Linked DNA regions of Callithrix jacchus: region 2 is linked to region 1. A link is a contact called in public Hi-C data. All regions are on one chromosome and are shown on one strand. The core of a region is the stretch at or near the end of the contact, and the rest is flanking DNA. Distances in the headings are between cores, read along the strand shown.

Evidence for each region. A called contact is a pair of places that touch in the nucleus more often than the background predicts.
Region 2: a contact with region 1 is called in a Hi-C map of skeletal muscle, with 6 times the contacts expected there. The contact joins two enhancer-like sites. A contact is called at or near these places in 3 of 3 Hi-C or Micro-C datasets (induced pluripotent stem cells and skeletal muscle).

What each region holds. Positions count from the first base shown.
Region 1 is chr8:110,229,553-110,232,571 of calJac240_pri, forward strand. No RefSeq gene overlaps it. Among named protein-coding and RNA genes, the nearest start is that of FOS, 36 kb to the left of the region's middle. Within about 2 kb of position 1,314, at least 5 of the 16 cell types and tissues checked have an H3K27ac peak or open chromatin away from gene starts, as enhancers often do. A contact at or near this core is called in skeletal muscle, where this site is marked.
Region 2 is chr8:110,492,281-110,495,382 of calJac240_pri, forward strand. All of the region lies in intron 1 of LOC128928843, which reads right to left. Among named protein-coding and RNA genes, the nearest start is that of FLVCR2, 12 kb to the right of the region's middle. Within about 2 kb of position 1,306, at least 1 of the 16 cell types and tissues checked has an H3K27ac peak or open chromatin away from gene starts, as enhancers often do. A contact at or near this core is called in skeletal muscle, where this site is marked.

The DNA of each region.
Region 1 (3,019 bases), core at 64-2,563:
GTTTCTACACAGCTGGGCTACCTCTGTCATGTTGTATGCTTCTTGCGTTTTACCAAGTAACAGGCTGGCCTTTAGTCGCAAGTGCGGCATTCTGGAAGCCAACTTAGTTTAGTGATAGGGTTCTTTTTTTTTTTTTGAGACGGAGTTTCGCTCTTGTTACCCAGGCTGGAGTGCAATGGTGCGATCTCGGCTCACCGCAACCTCTGCCTCCTGGGTTCAGGCAATTCTCCTGCCTCAGCCTCCTGAGTAGCTGGGATTACAGGCACGCGCCACCGTGCCCAGCTGATTTTTTATATTTTTAGTAGAGACGGGTTTCACCATGTTGACCAGGATGGTCTTGATCTCTTGACCTTGTGATCCACCCTCCTCGGCCTCCCAAAGTGCTGGGATTACAGGCTTGAGCCACCGTGCCCGGCTTAGTGATAGGGTTCTTGATGGAAGTTGAATGTGCAGATTGGGGCATTTAGCAGATTATCTGATGCTCAGTCTTTCTTTCTTTGTTTTTTGAGACAGAGCTTCACTCTGGTTGCCCAGGCTGGAGTGCAGTTGCTCAATTTTGGCTCACTGCAACTTCTGCCTCCTGGGTTCAAGTGATTCTTCTCCTCAGCCTCCCAAGTAGCTGGGACTACAGGTGCCTGCCACCACACCCAGCTAATTTTTTGTATTTTTAGTAGAGACATGATTTCATCATGTTGGCCAGGCTGGTCTCAAACTCCTGACCTCAGTTGATCCGCCCACCTTGGCCTCCCAAAGTACTGGGATTACAGGTGTGAGCCACCGCGCCTGGCCCTGATGCCCAGTCTTTCTATTGGCTCTGCCTTGCCTGAAGGGAAAGTATGTGTTCATCAAACAGGGATCCTCTAGACCTTGTTACTGTGATGGGGAAATACCCGAACGTGCCAGGAAATCCCGCTCAGGCAGAGAGCAGGATTCTTGGCTTCCCAGGGATTCACATCTCAGCCCCTGCAGCCAATCAGCAAGGGAATTGCTTCAAACTGACAAGGAAAACAAAGCCTAACAAAAGCAACTGGAGCGCAAACAGACTTGGGTGAGGTTGGGAAGGGGAGTCAGGCCTGGCGTCATCCGGCTGCAGGCCAGGCTGTTGCCAGGGTGACAGCCAGTCCGTTTACCAGCAGGCAGCAGAGCCAGCTTTCTGGGGGGAAGCCCAAGAAGGGGAGGAGGAGCAGGGGTGCCCCAGGGGAGCCTGTGCTTCTCCAAGTTACAGAAACCCACAGAGAAGGCTCGTCCACTTCCAGGGAGCAGCGCCTTTTCTCAGGAGCTGGGCAGGCAGCCCAGGGGCCAGTGGGCTGGGAGAAGCCGGCCTGAGAGGGACGGAAGTGGCCATTGAACAGGCAAAGAGCCCTCTGGAAAGGCTAGAAGCCTTTCTGGGCAGAACAGATTTGCAGCTGTGTTGGCTTTCTGGGAAAAAGATGAAGTGGATCACAGTGTTTTAAAACAAAAAACTGCCCCCCCACCACGCCAATGGAGGAAAGAGAGGGCTTCAGAAACCTCAGAGGTGGAACATGGAAATACCTTATATTCTTCTCCGGGAGTTTTTGTTTTCTTACTTTATTTTTTTACTCTGATGATAACAATTCAAGTAATTACCTAGAAGACAAGAAGAACAAACAACATTCAGTGTCACATGTTAGAAAGTGTCTGCTTTGCAGGGCTCATCATATCAGAGCCCGACTCTGTGCCTGGATGGTGCTCAGGTCCATGAATGTGGGAGCCTTTAGGATACTGACACCCTTTCTGGCCAGGGAGCAGCATTAGCCGAAACAAATGCAGTGGAAGAAAGAATCTTGGCACCTTCCTCCAGAAAGCCTGCTGCCAAAGTGTCATGCAGAAGGAAAAATAGTTCCTGATTCTACTCATATGAGCCTCCTCGAGTAGACAAATGCAAGCAGACAGGAAGCAGCGTGGTGTTTGCCAGGGCCAAGGGGAGGGCAAGGTGGGGAGTGAGTATTTAATGAGTCTGAAGTTTCAGTTTGGGAAGATGAAAAGTTCTGGAGACGGATGGTGATGACAGTTGCACCACAATGCGAAGGTACTTAATTCCACTGAACTATACACTTGAAAAGGTTCAAACAGTAAGCTTTGTTATGTATATTTTACCACAATAAAAATAATCATGTCTGTCAGTAAACACTGCCTTCTTGTTGCACCAGGAGATAGTGGTGTTTGCTTGAAGGCAGACACCCAGGGCACCTGGGTTTACCTCTTTGAACCGCAGCTGTGAGGTCCATCCAGTAGAACTTATACTTTCTTGTTTTTGTTTTGAGACAGGGTCTCAATCTGTAACCCCGGCTGGAGTGCAGTGACGCAATCTCAGCTGACTGCAACCTCAGCTGACTGCAACTCTGCCTCCTGGGCTCAAGTGATTCTGTGCCTCAGCCTCCTGAGTAGCAGGGACTACAGGTAAGCGCCATCACACCTGGCTAATTTTTTGTATAGAGACAGTTTCACCATGTTGCCCAGGGTGGTCTCGAACTCCTGAGCTCAGGTGATCGCCCACCTTGGCCTCCTAAAGTGCTGGGATTACAGGCGTGAGCCACTGTGCCCGGCCAAGTGGAACTTAGACTTACAGACAAATGTGAAGAATGGATATGAATGCATTTAGTGAACAGAAATGCACCATAAAAATGTATTTTTAAAAAAAATTCAAGATGGGATGTCCCAAAGTGTTGGGATTACAGGCATGAGCCACTGTACCTAGCCAAGAATATAGAATGTGATTAAAGTATTATTTCAAAATTCATTGTTCAGGTATCAAAGTGCCAAGGGGCAAAAGGAAAGACAAAAGGGAGAGTTTTGGAGGAAACTAAGGAAAAAGCTATTTATATCTGGCATTTCGAGGAATTGGAAAATACCCTAATACTGTAGGAGAATTGGAGAGAATGTTGGGCTCATGCTCTGGGGCCTGAGGGTAAGGCCTACTTGGACTATCATGGCAATTGAAAATACTTCTCCCTTTTGCTCTGCCTAAATTGAGAAACAGGTTAAGCCCACCCATCAG
Region 2 (3,102 bases), core at 56-2,555, 260 kb after region 1:
TAGCCTGGGCAACATAGTGAGACGCTGTCTTTACAAAAAGAAAATTTAAAAATTCGCTGTATGTGGTGTACTCCTATAGTCCTAGCTACTCAGGAGACTAAGTTGGGAGGATCCATTGAGTCCAGGAGTTTGAGGCTGCAGTGAGCTATGATTTAGGAACCCTGGTGACAAGGCAAGACCCTGTCTCTTTAATAAATGCTTTAAATGCTTCAACAACAAATAATTAAGAATGTCTGTTTAACAAATGCTCTCATGCTAACGTAGCCACGTCAAGTGCCCTCTGAGGACTGCAAATGCAGGATTAGGCAAACCTGTGTGAGATGACTGGTGGCCAGAGAATCCAACCCCCAGGGCATATGAACCCTTCTGCCTGCTTTCCAAAAATAAATAACCTCTTTCATACCGTGACTGATGCCTGAAATCCTATTCTTAGAACTTTGTTCCTATGACGTAAGGTCTTTGTCACCCATCAGGTGCTGCTTGTGAGTGTCTTGGCTTGGTTTCTAAGTTAAAATGAGGCCTGCTCCTTTGCAGCTCTCAGGAATCAGTTTGCCTCCCCTGATGCTTCGCTGGCACCTGCTGTCCATTCCATTTGCTTATTGATGTATTCGTTCAACAAAAGGAATTGAGCATTCACTTGTGTAAGACACTCTGCTAGGAAGTAACTAAGTGGAGAAGAAGACAGCAGACCCAGCGCCTGCCCTCATGGAGCCTACAGTTTACCAGGGGAAACAAACACCAAGGAACTCATGATTCTATTTTTATTTTTATTTTTAAATTCATTGAAAAACAGTCTTGCTCTGTCAGGCTGGAATGCAGTGGTACCATCTTGGCTCACTGCAACCTCCGCCTCTTGGGTTCAAGCAATTCTCCCACCTCAGCCTCCTGAGTAGCTGGGATTACAGCCACACACCACCATGCCTGGCTAATTTTTGTATTTTTAGTAAAGATGGGGTTTCACTATGTTGGCCAGGCTGGTCTTGAACTCCTGACCTCAAGTGATCCGCCTGCCTCTGCCTCCCAAACTGCTGGGATTACAGGTGTGAGCCACTGTGCCCTGCCTAATTATTCTAATTAAGTAATGACAATTGTGGTAAATGGCATGAAAAAGAAACATACAGAAATCATACACCCAGGACACCTGACCAATTTCAGGAAGGAAGTGATATTTCAACTGAGCCTTGAAGGAGGAGCAGAGTGAAGCAGATGAGGAAGGCGGGGAAGAGCGTTCCATGAGGATGGAAAAGCATGTGCCCAGGGTGACCAGCATGAGGCATGGAGAGTCTATCTCCTGGCCTGAGGAGCCTACTGAGGTGCCCAAGTAACTAGGAAGATGGTCCTACCTCTTCCTGATGTCACCACCTCCAAAAGTGCTGGTGTTACGCCCTACTTCACAAAGGGATTCCCCATTTTTCTCAGCTGGTGACCCACTGCAGTCGGTTGGCACAGCCCTACCATCCTACATGCCAGCACCCCCAGGCCTTTCCTCTCCTCCAGTCGTCACCAGGAAACCATGGCAGCCTCCTACCTGCCTCCTTGTCTACTCTACACAGCAACCAGAGAGATCCCTTTATAGCACAAGTCCACCACATCACTCCTCTGCTTAAGGCCCCTCCAGGCTTCTGGCTTCACTTAATGTCCACATCCTCATCAGAGCCCACAAGACCCCCTACAAGATCTGACCCCCCACTTACCTGTCTGACCTCCCCTCCCGCCAGCCCCCCACTCTGTTTCTAACCACACTGGCCTCCCTGCTGTGTCTGCCCACACCAAGCACGTTCCTAACTCAGGGCCTTTGCACATGCTATTCCCTGTGCCCAGGACACTCTTGCCCCAGATGTCCATTTCCTCCCTTCCACTCAAATGTTTCTTCCCTAGCCAGTGTCTCACTCTTCATTGTGCCACCTTACACGATATTATGACATTTGTTTAACCATAGACTGTCTCCTCCACAGGATTATAAACTTCAAGAGGCTCAGGACCTTGTCAAGGTGTTCACCGTTATATCCCCTGTGCTCAGAGCAGCACTTTCACATAGGGCTCCACAATATGGTTTTATTCATATTGATGTGTTTATTTTTGAGACAGGGTCTTGCTCCGTGGCCCAGGCTGGGGTGCAGTGGTGTGATCATGGCTCACTGCAGCCTCGACTTTCCAGGCTCAAGTGATCCTCCCACCTCAGCCTCCCAAGTAGCCAGGACCACAGGCATTTGCTTATTAATTCATAGCCACCATGCCTGGCTAATTAACAGTATGCTGAGTCAATCAATTAATGAACAGGTGTCACCACTCACAGCACCACCCATCCCTCCCTTCCCCTCATCCCTCACTAACTTTAGCAAAGGGGAGGAAGGGAATGCATGATTCAAGACCCCATAGTTCTTTCTGGTGTCCCCAAACTTTTCCAACACACTGGTCAGGAGCAGGATTTCTTTCTTTCTCTCTCTCTTTCTCTTTCTCTCTCTTTCTTTCTTTCCTTCCTTCTTTCTTTATTTCTTTCTCTCTCTCTTTCCTTCTACCTATATTTCGCCTGCAGTAGGGAGAAGGCTTTTAATAGCCATGGAAATGCTGGGAACGTGTCACCTTCCAAAGAGTGTGCATGTCTGGGACACAGAGGGAAACACCTCATTGCTTGGTACTGAGGCCCAGGCACAGAGGGGACACTGAGTCCCAGCTTGTGTGCCCCCAAGGCTGTGAGAGATGGAAACAGGTTATATCAGTAGTTTTGTGTGTGTGTGGTTTTCTGATTCACTGGCAGAGCTGAACCATATCAGCAGATGAAATTAGGTGACACATGGCCGTTGCCATCGCGTGAGCCCAGTGGCCGTTTTCTGTCTGGGGTTATACCCGCTCCTCTAGCTCAGCATCACCACCCACAGGCTACCACCGCTGTTTCTGCCGCTTCCATGAACTATATGTACTGTTCTTTACTCAACTTTTAAAATGGGATGGCTTTTATGACTTGAATACATGCGTTTTAAAAGGAAACCAGGAGCTAAGGAAGACCAAAAGACAGGTGTGACAAGCAGGACAAACCTGGCCCCCGAAAAAGGGCTGTGTGCAGAGGTCAAAGGCAGAGGCCTGAAGGGAGGGGACAGTAGG